3 separate regions of the Gossypium arboreum genome follow, and all the other regions are linked to region 1. A link is a contact called in public Hi-C data. All regions are on one chromosome and are shown on one strand. Each heading gives the region's core, a stretch centred on a gene start, on an enhancer-like site or on the middle of the called end of the contact. The rest is flanking DNA. Distances are from core to core; before and after follow the strand shown.

The links. Hi-C and Micro-C count contacts between places; a contact is called where the count stands out from the background.
Region 2: a contact with region 1 is called in a Hi-C map of leaf, with 3 times the contacts expected there. The contact joins the promoter of LOC108463143 here to the promoter of LOC108450292 in region 1. A contact is called at or near these places in 2 of 5 Hi-C or Micro-C datasets (both in leaf).
Region 3: a Hi-C map of leaf shows a contact between it and region 1, with 4 times the contacts expected there. The contact joins the enhancer-like site here to the promoter of LOC108450292 in region 1. A contact is called at or near these places in 2 of 5 Hi-C or Micro-C datasets (both in leaf).

What each region holds. Positions count from the first base shown.
Region 1 is chr2:81,862,060-81,865,674 of ASM2569848v2, reverse strand. LOC108450292 (plasmodesmata-located protein 6-like) reads left to right here and starts at 1,787. Exons shown (of 4, transcript XM_017747851.2): 1 at 1,787-2,740. The coding sequence starts at 2,008.
Region 2 is chr2:82,777,013-82,780,627 of ASM2569848v2, reverse strand. It overlaps LOC108463143 (ubiquitin-conjugating enzyme E2 variant 1A-like), which reads left to right and starts at 1,662. Exons shown (of 5, transcript XM_017763092.2): 1 at 1,662-1,963. The coding sequence starts at 1,936.
Region 3 is chr2:82,467,478-82,471,092 of ASM2569848v2, reverse strand. No RefSeq gene overlaps it. Among protein-coding and RNA genes, the nearest start is that of LOC108466493, 62 kb to the left of the region's middle. Within about 2 kb of position 1,537, at least 1 of the 2 cell types and tissues checked has an H3K27ac peak or open chromatin away from gene starts, as enhancers often do. A contact at or near this core is called in leaf, where this site is marked.

The DNA.
Region 1 (3,615 bases), core at 538-3,037:
TATCCTTGTAAATATATTGGGACAAGACAGGGGAAGATGGGCTTTACCTAAATTGTAATTTTAATGAAAAAACTAACTAATCCGACCTGAAAGCATTTGAAAAAAAAAAATCTCTATAGGGACGGGACAGGTTGAAATCCAATGGTTGTGAGATTTTTTTAACATCCTACATACTAGGTAAAAAGTAAATTCATAAATAATAAGATATTTTAATATAAAAAATATGTTCGTAGATGGTTACATTTAAGATAATTTATAATACGAAATTTGAGATATTCAGATAGGGTTCCGGAATCTCATGATTGAAAGTCTATTATTAATACAGATGAGGAAAGAGGCTACGGTGGTGCCCGGAATTAAGAAACCTTGTTGGAAGCAGTTGGGAAACAGTGCTTGCAGATTTTATGGCATAGCTAAATGAAAAATGATTATGATTATGATTGTAATAGCTAAGGCTGTTTAAGCCTCGTTATTTTACCAATAAAAAGAAAATCCTTTGGATAAATATATTTTTATTTACTATAAATATTTTTTTAGCCGTACAAACTTAGGTACCCATCTCACCCCACACCTCATCTTCTAATTAAAACTTTCTACAAATTGCAAATTTTTTTCTCCTACGATACTTGATTTCTAGAAGTAGCTAGAAAAATCCCTTTTCGTATCTTTGATCATTAAATCAACTAAAATAATAATATTAATACTTGTACCTATCACTTTCTATTGCAATCTCCTCCCTCTAACCATCCAAAATCTTGCTCCGCGCACTAACCCCATATTAAAGGCCTCATGTGATACGTATATAAAAACTATACTGAATAAATATATTTCCAATCTCACTAAACTAAACTGATAGCACACCGAACCAAATGATTTTTGTAAATGAAAGATGGAATTGATTTTGATGGATGAATTATAATGTAGGAGCCCCGGACCATCTTTGATGTAATACGGGCCAACCGTTACCGGTCCCTCAACCACAACCACATCTGACTTTTAACCTCACCATCACTCAAAACCCTATACTATATTACTTCTTTTCTCAATCCCCACCGCTCCTCATCTCTCACTAATGTCATTTTCCAACTAATTAAATACCAAAAATATTCATTCATGCAATTAATTCTTAGTAATATTATTACTATATGATGACTTGTCACGTTTTTCAAATTTTAATTTACATGGGTATCGAAAATTTTCAGTTGCAATAATTTATCACTTATTATTGTTATGCTTAATGCAGTCAAATTATTGTTTTGGATTTAATTGGTCAAATCTTCAATTTAACACTACTGAAATAAAAAATATATTTAATTCAACTCTGGATTATATATCATTAGTTAAATGATTCATTTTATTAAATTTTTATTTAAACAACCAATTATGGAAACACTAAATATAATAATAAATCAATAATATTTTCTACAACTTTTAAAGGAAAAAGAAAAAAAAATTGTCTTGAACCCCTAATGTCCGAAAGGTACAATGGGTCGAACAAATTCTCCCATTTCGATATAATTTCTCCTAACATTTTTTTTTTTACATTACTCCTCATTAATCAACTCAAAAAGTATCCATAGTAAATCCCTCATTAATCAACTCAAAAAGTATCCATAGTAAATCATTCTTAAAATGTTAATAATACTAGAAATGATTTGTCGCAAACTTTTTAACACGATACCAAAACCCTTTTATCTACTTTAGTAATTAAAAAAAAAAAAGTGTCCGCATTCTTCGATTAGTTAAAGCAGTTGGTAAAAACATGATTTAATAATCATTATAAAAACCACATATGAGAAAAAAATCATATATGGAAATTCATGTGAAAATACGAAGCTAGTTTCCTCCTTACGTAAATTCCCCTCAAAGCAACAATCCTCTCCTTTTCTCTCACACAAAACAGTGTCATCCATCAGTTTTTAATGCTTTGATAGCCTCTTCTTTAAGCCATCCTTCACTCCCCTTTCTATATTCTTTTTCAAACCCTTCTTTTTCTCACACACCCCCATGGCTTTAGCTACGAAAATAACGTCGCTGTTTCTTCTTCTTCTCGCTGTATGGTGTTTCTTTATAACACCATCAGATTCAGCCACCGATTCCTTCGTTTTCGGTGGCTGTTCGCAGCTTAAATACACGTCTGGCTCACCTTATGAGTCCAACGTCAACTCCATACTCACTTCCCTGGTCAACTCAGCCATGTACACCTCTTACAGTAACTTTACCCTTCCAGGAGCCAGCAATCAGGACACTGTCTACGGCCTATTCCAGTGCCGTGGTAACCTCAACAGCGGTGATTGTGGCCGCTGTGTGGCGAAAGCCGTCAGTCAACTCGGCACTCTTTGCCTTGACTCTACGGGTGGCGTGTTGCAACTCGAAGGGTGTTTCGTTAAATATGATAACACGACTTTCCTGGGGGTGGAGGACAAGACGGTGGTGGTGAAAAAATGTGGGCCGTCGATTTCGTCTTACTCGGAAGCATTGGGTCGGCGTGATGCGGTGTTGGGTTACTTGGGAGCAAGTGATGGTACCTACAAGCCGTTTCGGGTAAGCGGTTCAGGGGATGTACAAGGTGTAGCTCAGTGTGTAGGGGATTTGAGTCCGAGCGAGTGCCAAGATTGCTTATCAGACGCGATCGGAAGGCTCAAAACCGACTGTGGGGCTGCCAAATGGGGTGACATGTACTTAGCCAAGTGCTACGCGCGGTACTCAGAAGGTGGAGACCACTCCCACGGCCAAAAAGGTGAGCAGTAAGCTCCATCACCAATCTCCCGCCCCCTTTGGTGGTGGTGTTGGCGGTGGTTAATATTTTGTGTGATTTGCAAAATTATTCAAAATATTGTAAATTGTAAACTTTGTTTTTCTCTCTTGTGTGAGATAGAGGTTATGTGTTTCTTTTCTAATTTTCATGTCAAATATTTTTTTACCAAAAACTTAAAAGTAACTTTATGGTTAAAATTTTCATTAGTTCATATAGTATTCAAAAATTTAAAATTTAGTCCCTATATATATATTTTAGGAGTTTATTTTTTCTTTTAGATTTAAAAATTAAATCCAACTATTAAAACTATTATTTTTATTAAATTCTGATTAATTACATTATTTTTTAATTATATTATTATCAAACAAGTATTTTATAATTTTAAAATGTCTCACAAATAAAATTAATCAAAAATTTAATAGTATTAGTTAGATCTAAATTTTAAATCTAAAGATTATAAATACTAAATTCCTATAAATAAAACTACAAACATTATATTCAAAATTTTAAAGAATACAAATGTTTACAACATATTTCAACTTATTACTTGTGAATATGTCATAGTTCTAAACACCTTACTATTACTTTTTCATTTTGGTCATTCATTAATGTATATATCATTTCATTATAAAATGTAGTGCTATTTCCATCTACCCTTTAATGGAATTGGAAGCTGTAAAAGTCTAATGATTAAAAATTTGAGATAATTCGTTTTTAAATTTAATTGAATTTCGAAATATATATATATATACATATATATATGGCATAGGGAACAACAAATTGGTACAATTTTGCATGAAATTGAGGTCCACTGTTGAATTAATGCCCCATTAAATCAAAGAAGAATCCAATGCCAC
Region 2 (3,615 bases), core at 413-2,912, 920 kb before region 1:
AAGTAAATGATGTATTGAATACTTCGATAAGAAGAAGTGATTTCAAAGTAAGGTATGATATCTGATGTGAATATGGAAACAAAACTTGAGGAAGTATTCATCAGAGACAAAGTTGAAAGTTTAAGGACGATGGTATCATCTATCTAAACTATCAATTGCAATGTGCAAATATGACTCATGTAAATTATGTTTTCCTCACTAAATTCTTATAAACTTATCTGTATGTATTATGTTATAAGTGAGATGACGTAAGTCTACGTTGAGAGGGACGATGTTAGGACTATCCCTAAAAGTGAAATATCAGGTTATTGTGCATAAAGAGCAAGATTGGCGATGTATTCCAAGACTGAATTATTACTTAGAAGTCCCTATTTGGGGCATCTGTATTGTATTAGAGTTTCAAATTAAATATTGTTGTATTTTAATTACCACGTGATGTAATTATATTTACTTGTACATGTTTATCTATTCAAATTAGAAATTTTGTAATTAAGTAAGACCTAAGTGACCGTAATTTGCAAAAGTAGATTGAGTTTTTATTTGTATTAACGTGATAATACCTAAGATCCGGATCCAACCAATCAAATCGAGTCGAGAGTGTTACAATGTTAGTATAAATGACTTAATTTATTAGTAGTTAAAGTTGAATATGTAACTTGATTAAATTAAATATTTATGACTTATCTATCTATAATACATAAAAGTATGAACTTTAAGTAACTTTTGATTAGTAGTTAAAGTTGAATTTTTCAAGTCATCAAAATTTATATTAAGTACTAAATTTTTAACTAAAAATTAAAGTTTATGAAAATTTTTTAAAAAAATTTAAAGTTTAGTGGTAAAATTCAATCACACTAATAATTGAATGGTAAATTTATACAATTTCAAAATATAACTGCAAAAATTAAAGAAAACAAAATATAGCCTATTATATATAAGTGCTTTCATTGAAAATGTAAAATCGTTAAAAGATGATTTCCAACCCGTTTGTTCTCCCACACAAGGGAGAGGAACGACCAAGCGCATGTTTTAGCGATGGGAGGATTAAAATTAAGGGAGCAAGCTTACCTGGTAGGGGAAGTGCCGGAGTTCGCCGTGGGAAAAATGGAGGAGGAGAGAAGATCGGACGGCCAACGAGGCTAACTGACTCAAGAAATGGCCAAAAGGGTCCACTCCGAGGAATGGCAATAGATCTTTTGAGAGGAAAAAGGAAACAGAAGGGTGAAATTTTGGAAGAGTGAGAAGAGGCTCCCCTCTGATCAACTGGGTTGCAATCTGGGGAGGATGAAGGTCCTAACAAAGCCAACGATCCACTTTTATTTCCACTTCGTTTATTTTATTGTTTATTTGCTATTTTTTTGTTATCTTGCTGTTGCTTAGTTATTTTCAAACTAGGGTTATAAACTTCAATTCCTTTATAATTAATGAATCCAGTTACTTACGTTAAAACAAAAATAAAGTATAATGTCAAACAATTTTTTAATATGTGTGGAACTTATAAAATTTAATAATAAAATTTATCTTTTAACTTTTGCAATTTATCAAACAAAATTTTTTTATTAAACAGAAAATAAAAATAAAATTTTAAAAAGAACACTTAAAATAAAACATAACAGAGTTACAGATAATTAAATAATTTTTATTCACTGTAAATAAGAAAAGGCTTCTACTTTTTATATTTAATTGCTTTCTCCTAACAACCTTGCCTTGCCTGACCGCGATAAACAGCAGTAGTGGACCACTTATCGTCAGTTTTGAACAGTGGTTGTTGATTTTTTCGATTTTAGATTCCAAACTTTCTCTTGTAATATTTCTCTTTCTACATCTTTCTTTCTATTTTTTTTGGGTGGGGGTTTGATTCTCTCTTTTGAATCAAAGAAACCATAACTGTTTGTTCTTTTTTCTCCCTTTGAATTGAAACGATTGAAAGAAGAAATGGGTTCAGAAGGATCATGTGTTGTTGGTAAGTTTTCGATTTTCAAAGCCCCAGATTTGTCGCTTTTGTTACTCAAAGTTCCCATTTTTATTTGTTATACGTGAAATTTTGTTATCATTCCGTTGTTGATGGAGCTTCGAAAGTATATGCATCTTGTGTATTTTGGGTGTGATATCCCTTGGATTTGGTACAAAATAGGGTTTAGTTTTGATATTGGTGTTCTTTTGTTTAGTCTAAAGTACTTGTTTTCATATATGCTTGAGAGTGGATTTTCAATATTTTTATAATATTAATGGGTTTAATTCCCGGTTTCAGTTTGGGCTTTAATAATAGAGATATTTATGGTTATGAATTTGTAGCCTTGTATTTGGTTAATCTGTTATTGTAGGAATAAATGAATGAAGCCAGTTTTTCTATTTCTTTGAGTTCTTGTCCTTTTCCTTGGTATTGGACCGGTAATGGATAAAGCCCTTATTCGAATTTGCATTAAGGTAGTTCTGTTATTTTTAATCTGTTTTTCTTCACTTTCTGTTCTGAGGTACTCTTTTGAGTTTAATTATTTATACTTATAAGTGTAACGGAGCCATTGCATTATATTATTACTAATTACATCTGGCAACATTTGTTTAATGTACCTTTTCAAGTAAAGAATATTAATGCTGACTGGCTACATTCAGAAAGAAGAAGAAATAACCTTTAAAATGGTATCCATCTCTTCTAATTTTTTCCATGCCTAGGGCTTGTAGCCTATGACAACTCTAAATAATGCTAAAATGGCCGTTTGACTATGATGCATGGGCTGTGCTAGCTCTGACGTTACTTTTTCTTAACTCATTTCACATGTCAAGACCATTGATCCACTTCTGAAGGAATCTGTTGAGATTAATTAATAGCACTTGTGACATGGGACGCATATGCAACTGTAAATGGAGTGCTAGCAAGCTTGTAATGGAATGGCAATGATTTGTTTAAGCTGAAAGAAGACAACGACCTGTAGAATCCATCATAATATCCTCGAGTCAATGGTTGTCCAAATCATGACTGCTGACGTTGAGGCTTCGAGAACTCATCTTGGCGAGCATGTGATGGATAATCAAGACAAGAGACACAAAGCGGATCAGAATGTTTTTTATACAATTTTTCTGTCCTTGAAACCTGTGATTTCCTAATCTTTGGTTTGTGATGATGAAATGCGACTGTATATTTCAGGACTAGTTGTATCTGCATTCTAATTGATTGATGAAATTCTGGTCAAGCATGCAATGAATGAACAAATGAAATAAGTGCAAATCAGGATGCTAGTTTGTGTGGTCGAGTATACAGTGTATGAAAATAAATGCATATAATAATCCCAATTAAACTAGCCAATCCTTTTGCATTAGGCTTCAACTTCAAACAAGTAAAAGATGTTATGACAATCGGATTGGACGATGCTTTCCGGTTAGTATTAGGATAGATGACTTTTTTTTATCTGGGATACTCATAATTTCTTGCTCGACTTCATAGCTTTTTAGGTCTGAAGACCATTTGCATGCAGGCATGTATATTGAATCAAAACCAAGGATGTGGAAAAGTAACATTTTTTGGTACATGTGAGAATGATTTTATGCCATCAGCAGATGACTTGATTTTTTTTCTGTTTATTTGGTGAGTGATGCTTGATGGAGGTGCCTGTAAAT
Region 3 (3,615 bases), core at 288-2,787, 610 kb before region 1:
AATTTCTAATTAGCAGTGACTCCGTCCCTTCAATTTTGTTAATTTTCATTTAAGTCCTTTAAGTTTGTAAAACTTTTATTTTTATCTTATAATTAGTGCTTAAGATTAGGATAAAGTTTTGTTTTCTAAAGATTTTTTTCAATTTTATTTCGTTTATAGAATTTATAATTTTTATGATAAATTTAGAAACATTTTTAGTTTAAATTGATAAATTAATACAAAATAGTATTTAAATATTAATTTGGTAAAAATAAAATTAAATAATTTCAATATCTAAGTATGAATAGTATATAAATAGTAACTAAATAAAAAATAAACTTAAATAATTACAATATCTAATTGAGCAATAAACTTATTTTGTTTTTTCTAAATTTTGGAGATTATGATTATACCAATTTTAAAAATACATTGTTGAAATTAGGTCTAGCCCGTCATCTCGAAATTAAAAATAGTTTATTAAAAGGGGTTGGGCATACTTTGAACATGTTTGTTTTATTTAAATACCCATCCTCCCCCATCAATATTTCTGGCTTCACCCTTGATTGCCATGACCTAATTTAGCTCACGGGGCATGAGCCATGTCGTGAATACATAAGTTGGAATTATTCTCTTTGGTGTTCACAACTTTCTTAAAATTTTACCATCTTAATGTGTTTTCATATATTTGAACCCACATCATAACACAAACTAATTAGTACTCATATCTGTAGATTACATTCAATTGTATGTTATGACATGTGAATATCTAAAAATAATAATTCTAACATATCTACTCACAGCACGACCCATACCTCACTAGTTGGATCGTATGTAGGGCCGAAGTCAAAATTTTTTTAGGAGGGTCGAAATTAGGTTATAATTTTTACGATAGTAAAAATATAATTTCACCATTTTAATAAGCTATATCTTTATAATTTTTAAAAATAATAAATCAAATTTTTATCTTTTTTAAAAAGGCTAAAAGTACAATTTTATCTTTACTAATTTAAAATTTTAAAAAATTTAAAAGATTTAAATTAAAATTTTTCTGTTTTAGGAGGGTCGTCCCCTATCAGCCACTAGCTACGCACCCAATTGTATGGCCACAAATATTGTATTGACCAAAGTTCATTTTTTTAAAAAAATGCAATAATGACAGTTAAAACATTTTGGAAAGTTGTCTCTGAAATTTTCATTTCGAAGTGAAGAAAAAAAGCATAAAAATTGCAGCTTAAGAAATGAGAGACAGAGACTTCAATCATAATTGATAACTTATCCTCTTCTCATCAAACCTAATAATTTGGTTCCAAAAGAGATCCATGCATGATTGGCAACAACAATGAAGTGAGGCAAGGGACAATATAACCGTGGCACAAATGCAGTTATGTATTTATAAAACAAAGGGTATATTATGGTTTAGTATTATTAATTGCCAGCTCCAAAGTCGAGAGACATTGCATGATCTAACCCAAAATCAAAGGGTATTATAGAAAGGGCAATTGGGGGGGGGGGGGTGATGCAACTGCTCTTAAATCTTATCTAATATAGCAAAATGACAACAGTTTGGTCGGAGGTTAAACCATAGACCTAAAAGTGCTGTGGGCACCTAATAAAAGCAATGACAAATCATTCATCGCTTTGATAAATGTACATATATGGACATTTGATTTAATTATTGAATGTGACCTTCCCTTTCCTTCATCTCTCCATCGTTTCCCTTTCCTGCCCTCCATTATTTTGCTTTGATGGAACTTCCCATTCTTGCTCCTCCACAATCCTTGACCAACCATACTCCTCATTGCCAAATTCTGACTTAAATGTCCGGTCCATATCGAAATTGCAATAAAAACAAGAAATTGCATGACTATGTTACCATGTTTAAGTCATAAATTTTTAAGGAAATGAAAAAAGGAATTTTGAGGAAGTTTTAATTGAATTAGTCTAAAATTATTTTTTTATTAGGAGTAGAGATAAGATAACACGTGTTGAACTCACCCCAAATAAATTATCTGATGAAAGTTTTAATTATTGTTCCATTTAAATCAAAACAAGCTAAAATCATTTACATAGATATAGATATCTATTCTGTTGATAGCTTAAATCCTATAAGGAGGTTGACGTTACTTGATTTGTGGGTGCTGCATGCATCATTAATGACTTCCTCGCTTGATCAATTTCTACGCAATGAAAAACCCGAGAGGTCTATCATTAATTCTAAGAAAAACATTGACCTTTCATGACAATGAACGAAAGACTTAGAAAATAATACTGGCATTTTGAAGCAACTATAAGTTTTTTTAATGAAATATAAGAAAATACGGGAAAAGGAAGCTTCTTGGTATTGACATGTTATGGTCATTTTCATGAGAACATAATTAAACTTTGTTAAAACTACAGAAATCAACTTAAATTTTATGTAATTCCAGAGTAAAAGGTTGAGAAGAAAATAGTGAATTACTGGAAAGAAATTTCCTTTTAAAATGTAGTACTAGTATATATTAAAAAGTTACATCACTTTCTCCCAAACATTTCCTTTTAATTATATAAATCTGAAATAAATAGTGATCATTCACAAATGTGGATTATAGGAAAGAATTGGATATTTTGTTAGAGAAATAATATTTGTTGATTCATGCATCATTAATGAATAATAATATAACATCTTATTATTGACTAAAATAAAAATAATAGAGAATTTAAAATAAATAATAATTTTATTTAAAACATAATTGACTATTTTATTTATAATAATTATAAATAAATACTAATAACTCTCGATTTTAGGATTTAACGTCTTAAGTTTAGACTTTAATATCATGTTTAAGGTTGAGGGTCTCAAATTTAGATTTTTGTGTCATTTTAATCATAAAATGATTCAGCATCAAATATTCTCTCTTTATTAAAAGGGAAAAGGAAACTTTGGATTACAAACTTTTACTAATTATAAAATATCTGGACAAGTTAAATATATATATATATATATATAAAATTTATGATGTCACTTAACACCCCTCACCCGTATTCAACGTTGGAATAGGGTTACAGAGCATTACTGAACTTATCACACAATTAAAGATAGATTTCACATACAATTTAATCAATTCAAATACAGTTCGATCACAACCAATCATATTGTCCCTAGTATGAGCCTACGAGGCCCAAAACATGCATTCGGGATGGCTCAAGACTGAATCAATAACTTTGGAAACTCTTAGAACACTTAGAAAATTTTCTCAAAAATAGGGGACACACGCCCGTGTGGCCCGATCGTGTGTCTCACAATGTCAAAGACACGCCCGTGTCACAGGCCGTGTGGACATTCGAAATGGGAGCACATGGCCGTGTCCCAGCCCATGTCTGATCTCGTGTAACTCTCTAACTTGGGTTACATGGTCAACACACACGCCCGTGTGGCTAGCTCGTATGCCCTAAAAATGGCCATACATGCGCCGTGTGCCAGGCCGTGTTTTAGGCCATGCCAAACCTATAGGGTATACTGACTTATGCCACTTGGCCAAGTCTCACGCCCGTGTGTGAGGCCATGTGTAGCATACTGACTTGATTTTAATTACAACACTAGGGGACACATGGCCGTGTAATGTAACCGTGTGTCACACACGACTGAGACACACACCC